Linked DNA regions of Sus scrofa: region 2 is linked to region 1. Evidence: chromatin contacts called from public Hi-C data. All regions are on one chromosome and are shown on one strand. Each heading gives the region's core, a stretch centred on a gene start, on an enhancer-like site or on the middle of the called end of the contact. The rest is flanking DNA. Distances are from core to core; before and after follow the strand shown.

Region 1 (3,684 bases), core at 530-3,029:
AACGGCTATGGGCAACGTTGGATCCTTAACCCACTGAGCAAGGTCAGGGATTGAACCTGCATCCTCATGGATACTAGTTGGATTAGTTAACCCCTGAGCCATAATGGGAATTCATTTGCTTAATTTTTAAAAAGCAAATAAATTTGATGCTAAACAGCAGAAATATAATCCATATCAAAAATTTTCAAAATATACCTAAAGAACTACGTTTAGTTTTAGGCAATGAATTTTAAGAAGCATGCCATCACGCAGGAGAGTTTTTAGGGAAGAGGACCAGATATATTACATGAAGACTCATCAAGGGAATTGAGGCGATTTTGTTTGGAAAAGAAACAGAATTTGTGAGTAGGAGTTTTAACAGCTGAATTCACATATCTGAAGGGCAACAATGTTAAAGAGCCAGCAGTTTCTTGCTTTTGAGGACTAAGAGCTAAAATCAACACAGAAATTACAGAGAAAGACAACTGTGCCTAATATAAGGAACTAAAAAAAGAAAGACCCCACAAGGGAATAGTCTGCACCCAAAATGCTGTTTAACACCACACTTGTTCAGGCATAGGCTTAACAGATGGCCATCTGCCAGGGATATTTCAGAACTGATTCTTGCACTAAGAGATGAGTACCAAGACTTTTCCTGACTGCAACATTATCATTCTAATTTTTAATAAACAGAGGTTATGTGAGGATCACAGACATTCTGAATCATTACTTCTTTTCATTCCCCAATCCCAAAGTCAGGCAGAATTAACTCTTCCTTCAAGTTTCCCCCTATAATATAAGTAAGTCTCTCCCTATGATGTAATTGTTTCTTTCTCCATCCATCCTTATATACATAAGGTCCCTTCCTTCCACTACTTCCAGCTCTGCCAAGTGTTTAATTTTCAAGTCGTGCCTGCTGTTTTGCCTCCATCATCCCACTCTCCCCCAAGTCTTCCCCATTACCTTCCATCTCAAGTGCTCATCCCCTTCCTCTTGGAATCAGGACACCAGGGTTTCTCAAGCTGGGTCCTCAGTCTGGAGCCCAGATGTTCAGCAGGAGGATGAGCCCTTACGCCCGCTGAAGTTGGCTACCCTAAAAGACACAGGATGAGGTCAGCAGCAACTGTCATACAATCACAACTCAAGAGTTTTGCAGAGCGGCCAAGAGGTCCTTGGAAAAGAGAAGTGACCAGAGAGAGCATTAAAGAGACATGTGGCATTCCGGCTGAACAAAAACAGAATGGAGATCGAGAACGCAGATTCTCATCCCCAGATTCCAAAACCCCTGTCGCCTATCCTAGAATCTGACCAGAAGCTCCCACCTACCCGGACGGTTACCTCTGTGCACACTTGCGGGCTCACACCCCCGCGGGCTCAGGAAGACACACCTGTTGCAGGGCGGAAAAGCTGGAAAATGGACAACAGGGCGGGGCCCGGCTCTGGTCCTTCCTCCTAGGCCGGAACAAAAGAACAAAGCCCTCCCAGGGATCGGAGCGGAACAGCCCCACTCTGAAGGAGGCGATGGGCGCCCCTTCTAGGACGCCCCAGCTCTCTCCCACAGAGGCCGCTTCAAGCGAAGAGAGGAGTGACGTCACGCGGCCGGAGGACTGGCGGTTGCCATAGTGATACCTGGGCTTCCCTCCCTCTAGAGCCTGCCACACACTCCTATCCCCCGCCCGGAAGCTCTGAGACGATCACCAAACCTAGCGAAGGGAGCCGAAGCATCAGGTCTCCCCCCTCTTTTCACGCCTACAGCCGGCTTCAACGGCCACTTCCGGTCGTGAGGAGAGAACCCCGCCCCCGCCCGCCAGCGTTAGATCACGCCCCGCAGACACGCGGGACTACGATTCCCAGCATGCTCTAGGACGCTAAACTCCATTTCCCAGAGGCCTCAGCCAAAGAGTAAGAGCCCTTTGAGCAGGGCCTGGGGTTCTGCCCTTCAGTCGTTTGTTCCTTGGTCTCTGAGTTGAAAGTGTTCGTTGGAGAGGTGACTCTCAAGCATGTGTGACCAGACTGATTATAAGAGTACACATTTATACACGTATATAATTTTAAAACACAATTATGTCATAATGCAATACTTTCCTGTATTACGTGCCCTACCTTGTATTTGATATTATACTTATTTGTTTAAAAAATTCTGGTCGTGACCCATTATATTGCTTTCATGACTCTCAAATGGGTCGTAACCTTCACTTTAAACTGTGAGGTGGGCTTCCCATGTTTTGACCGCTGTAGTGCACGGTGTATGCTTACTTCAGCCCACACATAGCTATGAATGAAACCCAACTCCAGTCTGTCGATGTGTCTTTGGCAGAATATCCGAAAGATGTCGATAGGTTTCTATACTTTTAAATGTGTGGCCCAAGCACTTTACTGTACTTCTGTGCATCTCCATATTTGTATAGCGGGGTTAAGGTCAAGTCACAGACTACTGGCTGACAAAACACTAAACTTGGAATCCCAACACTAAGTATATGAAAAACAAAGTTACAGTAAAAGGAAAGGGACGGTATCTAGAAGCAGATTTCAGAAAAAACCTACTGTGAGAACCAGAAAATTTCTGGCAACAATTTGGTATTCTAAGTAGATTGCCAGAAGACACGACCTAAATGAAACAGAAATGAAAGCTGTGAAAGAACAGGCTGAAATAAAGACATCAGATGAAAAGGAATTAAAACATATAGCAAAGAGTATTTAAGTGCAGGAGCATTATTCATAATGGAGAACTGAATTGATGCTACGAAAAAGTGACTAGGTTATGTATAGGATATTCTTTTAAAGCTGAATGATTCAAAAGAAAGACAAATGAAATAGAAGAAAATGGCTGATAGCTATAAAGGACAGAGGATGGAAAGGCAATATGTAGATGATTGCCATAACAAAATGTCGGTAATTCCCATAGATTGAGTGGCTTAAACAATAGAAATTAATTTTGTCACAGTTCTGGAAGCTGGAAGTCCAAGATCAAGGTGTCAACAAGTTTGTTTCTCCAAAGACCTCTTCCTTGGATTACAGATAGCCACCTTCTTGAAGTATCCTCACATGTCCTTTGCTTTATGCATGCTTTTCCCTGGTGTCTCTTTGTGTACCCAAATTTCCTCTTCTTATAATGATACTAGTTGTCAGATTAAAATAACGCTCTTTTAAACAACAAATTTACTGGATACAAAACCCCATATTCAAATATATGTTGTATTCATCTACACCAGTAAAAATAGACAATTTTTTGTCATTTACAATAGCAAGAAAACTATCAATATTCTAATAATAAACACAATAATAAATGTAATAAAATGTGCAAGAGTGCTATATTAAAAGCCTCAAATCACTGTGCTGAGAATTTTTATTTTTTTATTATTTTTATCTTTTTTTTTTTTTTTTTTTTTTGCCTTTTCTAGGGCCACTCCCACGGCATATGAAGGTTCCCAGGCTAGGGGTCTGTAGCTGCCAACCTATGCCAGAGCCACAGCAATGCGGGATCTGAGCCGTGTCTGCAGCCTACACCACAGCTCACGGCAATGCTAGATCCTTAACCCACTGAGTAAGGCCAGGGATCGAATCCGCAACCTCATGGATCCTAGTTGGATTCGTTAACCGCTGCGCCACGATGGGAACTCTGAGAGTTTTTAATAATATCTAAATAAATGAAAAGATATATTCATTGATTGAAAGACTCAGATTCAATGTGTTTGAAATAAAATT
Region 2 (3,815 bases), core at 1,292-3,791, 500 kb after region 1:
ATTTGTTCAGTGGGTTAAGGATCCAGCATTGCTGTGAGCTGTGCTGTGGGTCCCAGACACCGCTCAGATTCCACATTGCAGTGGCTATAGTATAGGCCAGCAGCTGCAGCTCTCACTTAACCCCTAGCCTGGGAACTTTCATATGCCATGGGTGTTGCCGGGGAAAAGCCAAAAAAAAAAAAAAAAAACAAATAGCAAGTGTTGGTGAGGTTGCAGAGAAAAGGGAACCCCTGCACACTCTTGCTGCTGGGAGTGTAAACTGGTATACCCGCTGTGGAAAACACTCTGGAAATTTCTCAAAAAATTCCACTGCTGGGTATATACCCAGCAAAAAAAAAAAACAAATTTGAAAATTTACATGCATCCCAATGTTCATAGCAGCTCTATGTACAATTGCCACAATACAGAGGCAATCTAAGGGTTCATCAACAGATGAATGGACAGGAGTTCCTGTTGTGGCTCAACGGAAACGAACCCAATTAGTATCCATGAGCATACAGGTTTGATCCCTGGCCTCGCTCAGTGGGTTAAGGATCCAGTGTTGTAGTGAGCTGTGATGTAGGTCACAAACGAGGCTCAGATCTGGCATTGCCGTGGCTGCGGTGCAGGCCAGCAGCTGCAGCTCTGATTTGACCCCTAGCCTGGGAATCTCCATATGCCAAGAGTGCAGGCCTAAAAAGACAAAAAAAAAAAAACAAACAGACGAATGGATAAAGAATATGTGAGACATACACACACACACACACACACACACACACACACACACAAACACACACACAGGAATACCCCTCAGTCATAAAAAGGAAGGAAATTTTGCCATTTATAACAACATGGATGGACTTGGAGGGGATAATACTTAGTAAAATAAGTCAAACAGAAAAAGACAAATACCAGAGTTCCAGTCATGGCTCAGTGGCTAAAAAACCCAACTAGCATCCATGAGGGTGCAGGTTCAATCCTTGGCCTCACTCAGTGGGTTAATAATCCGGCGTTGCCATGAGCTATGGTGTAGGTGGCAGTACAGCTCAGATCTGGTGTTGCAGTGGCTGTGGTGTAGGCTGGTGGCTACAGCTGCAACTGGACCCCTAGCCTGGGAGTTTCCATAGGCCATGGATCTGGCCCTAAAAGACAAAAAAAAAAAGAAAAGAAAAAGACAAGTACTGTATAATATCATTTATCTAAATGATAATCTAAATAAAACACACTAGTGAATATAACCAAAAAAAAAAAAAAAGACTTACAGATATAGAGAACAAACTAGTGGTTACCAGTGGAAACAGGGAAGTGGGGAGGGGCCAGTTATGAGAAGAGGATTAAGAGGTCCAAACTACTGTATGTAAAATAAATAAGATGGAATTCCTTCATGACCTAGAGGGTTAAGGATTCGGTGTTGTCACTGCTGTGGCTTGGGTCACTGCTGTGATACAAGCTCCAGTCCTTCCGCATGCCTACAACGTGGCCAAAAATAAATAAATAAGCTACAAGTATATATGGTTCAGCACAGGGAATACAGCCAATATTGTAAATGGAGTACAACCTTTAAAATTGTGAATAACTATGTTGTACACTCGAAACCTATATAATATTGCACATCAACTATATCTCAATTAAAAAGAATTGTTAAATAAATAAATGAGATGATAGTAGAAGATCCACATAAGAAAAAAAATGATATTCTGATTTATAAAACAAAAACAGTATCACTCCAAATGTTCTAATTGAGACCGGACTGTGGAGGATACAGGTAGAAGCAGAGGCCTCACTTAACAGGTTATTTTAGTTCAGAAGAGAGACAACAGCGTATCAGCCTGTCTTTAGAAGAATGGATGAACACGATGTTATAGTCACAACTGCAACGTTACACAGTAATGAAAGTTAATTTTAACTCAACAATTTCGATAAATCTTGGTAACAAATTGCTGAGTGTAAAGAAGCAAATATCAATTACCAATGACACGATGCCTTTTAGTGAGAAACAACTAAAATTAAAAGCATATGTTGTTTGACCTTAAGTATATACCAAACAGAACTATCTTTTTAACAAGGGAACAGAAAATTTTTAATAGTGGTTACCTCAGATTATAGGAGATACGGAGGGAGACAAGAGAAGGAGTTGTAGTAATGGTTAAGTTATTGTCAATGTTCTAGTTCTTAAAGATTTGGTAACGGATTCGAGAATGTTCACACTTTCGGGTCATGAATAGAAGTCTTGAGCCAGGCGTTACAGTTAATCCTACTGTGTATATCTGCGTTCCACCTGGGTTGGAGGATAAATCAAGGGTTCGAGGGAAAAAAGCCTCCTGGAGTCCAAAAGTGAAGTCTGAACTGCATCCCCCTGCATGGGTTTCCATTTCACCACCTTAGACTGAAGTCAAGGACGAGGCCACATGGGAGCGGTAGAGAAAAGTTTACTACTACCATAAAAAACTCTGAGAACTTTAAGACCGGGACGAAAATACCCGGGAAATGGAGTCCGAGCGCCTGAGGAAACCCGAAGACTTCTGGGAATCGCAGTCCAAAACCCGCCAGTCTCCTACTGCGCAGCCTCAAAAGTCTCCGTGGAAGGAAGCCTTGAGAGACAGTGCAGCGCCGTCCTTCCACCGGAAGTGTCCGATCGGAACCAGCCCTGCGGGAGAGGTGAGTCCGGGTCCGGGGACCCAGGTGTCTGGCCCTTTGTCCCCTCCAAACACCCAGTCCCTATCATGTTCCCTTCGGAAATGCAGCAGCCCCGTGGCGCTCTGGACCCGAGACCTCAGAGGAATCCCAAGGAAAGGTGGAACTAGGGTTGGCCTTGGGAGAGCTTTCTCGCCCGCCTATTTCGGGAGGGAAATGAAGGTTTCCATGGTTACCCCCGCCGCGCGTGACGTCATCGTTGAGGGCTGCGGGGCGTGGTTTGGGGGGCGGCGAGCTGTTTGGTTCTCCGATTCCAGGGTAACTGGTAAGAGAAGTGGATTGACCCAGTCGAGACGGAAGGGGAAGGGGGATTTCTGTTTCAGAAGAAACTGCCCCAGGGTCTGTCCCCGACTCCTGCTTTTCATGGGAGAAGTAACCCGCCTTTGAGTAGGAAAAGTAGGGTCGGTCAGCCCGGCATCCTCGTGAAATTTCCTCACACAGTAAATATTTAATGAGTTATTTCTTGTGTACCGGGGATGCCGTGAAACCTGTACTGAACCCCTGCCCTCTTTCTAGAGTTCAAAACAGGACATCACAGCAGGTAGTTGTAAGACTGGAAAGTGCCTCAATATGAGAAAGACAAGGTGCTGTGGGAGCCTTTCTCAGCAAGTACTTTGAATTCCCTCCTCTACTCTGTGACCTTTTGGATTTCCCCTAACTCCTATCCCTCCTCCAACAAAACTCTTCCTCTTCCTCTCTATCCCAACATAAACTCCGGGGACCTACTCCTCCAACCAGAACCCTACACTTTTCCGAACTTCCACCTTTCCCAATGTAACTAATTACTCCTTACTGTCTGTTGGAATAGCATTTGTTTACATCCTGCTTACGTTTTTTGGTAACTCTTCTCCAACCCGATGGTCGTAAAGCATTGGATTCTCCATAAATATTTATTATCTTGAGGTTAGTAAGACATTTGACACCTGGCTTTAGGGAAAATATATCAAATCAAATTATCTTGAGAACAAATAGTTTTATCTAGAGTTTTGAACTGTTTTAAGTGGATGAGAAGTGATTAGACACCTGGAGACAGAACTTTCAGCTATCTGAGGAGATGACATGTAGAATCAGTTACTTAGCATGAATTTTTTTTTTTTTTTTTTTTTTTGCCTTTTTAGGGCCTAACCCTCAGCATATGGAAA

The links. A called contact is a pair of places that touch in the nucleus more often than the background predicts.
Region 2: a contact with region 1 is called in a Hi-C map of liver, with 6 times the contacts expected there. The contact joins the promoter of ZNF165 here to the promoter of ZNF184 in region 1. A contact is called at or near these places in 1 of 5 promoter capture datasets (liver) and 1 of 47 Hi-C or Micro-C datasets (liver).

Annotation. Positions count from the first base shown.
Region 1 is chr7:21,433,457-21,437,140 of Sscrofa11.1, forward strand. ZNF184 (zinc finger protein 184) reads right to left here and starts at 1,780. Exons shown (of 7, transcript XM_021099796.1): 1 at 1,318-1,780; 2 at 943-1,072.
Region 2 is chr7:21,933,611-21,937,425 of Sscrofa11.1, forward strand. It overlaps ZNF165 (zinc finger protein 165), which reads left to right and starts at 2,542. Exons shown (of 4, transcript XM_005665673.3): 1 at 2,542-2,637.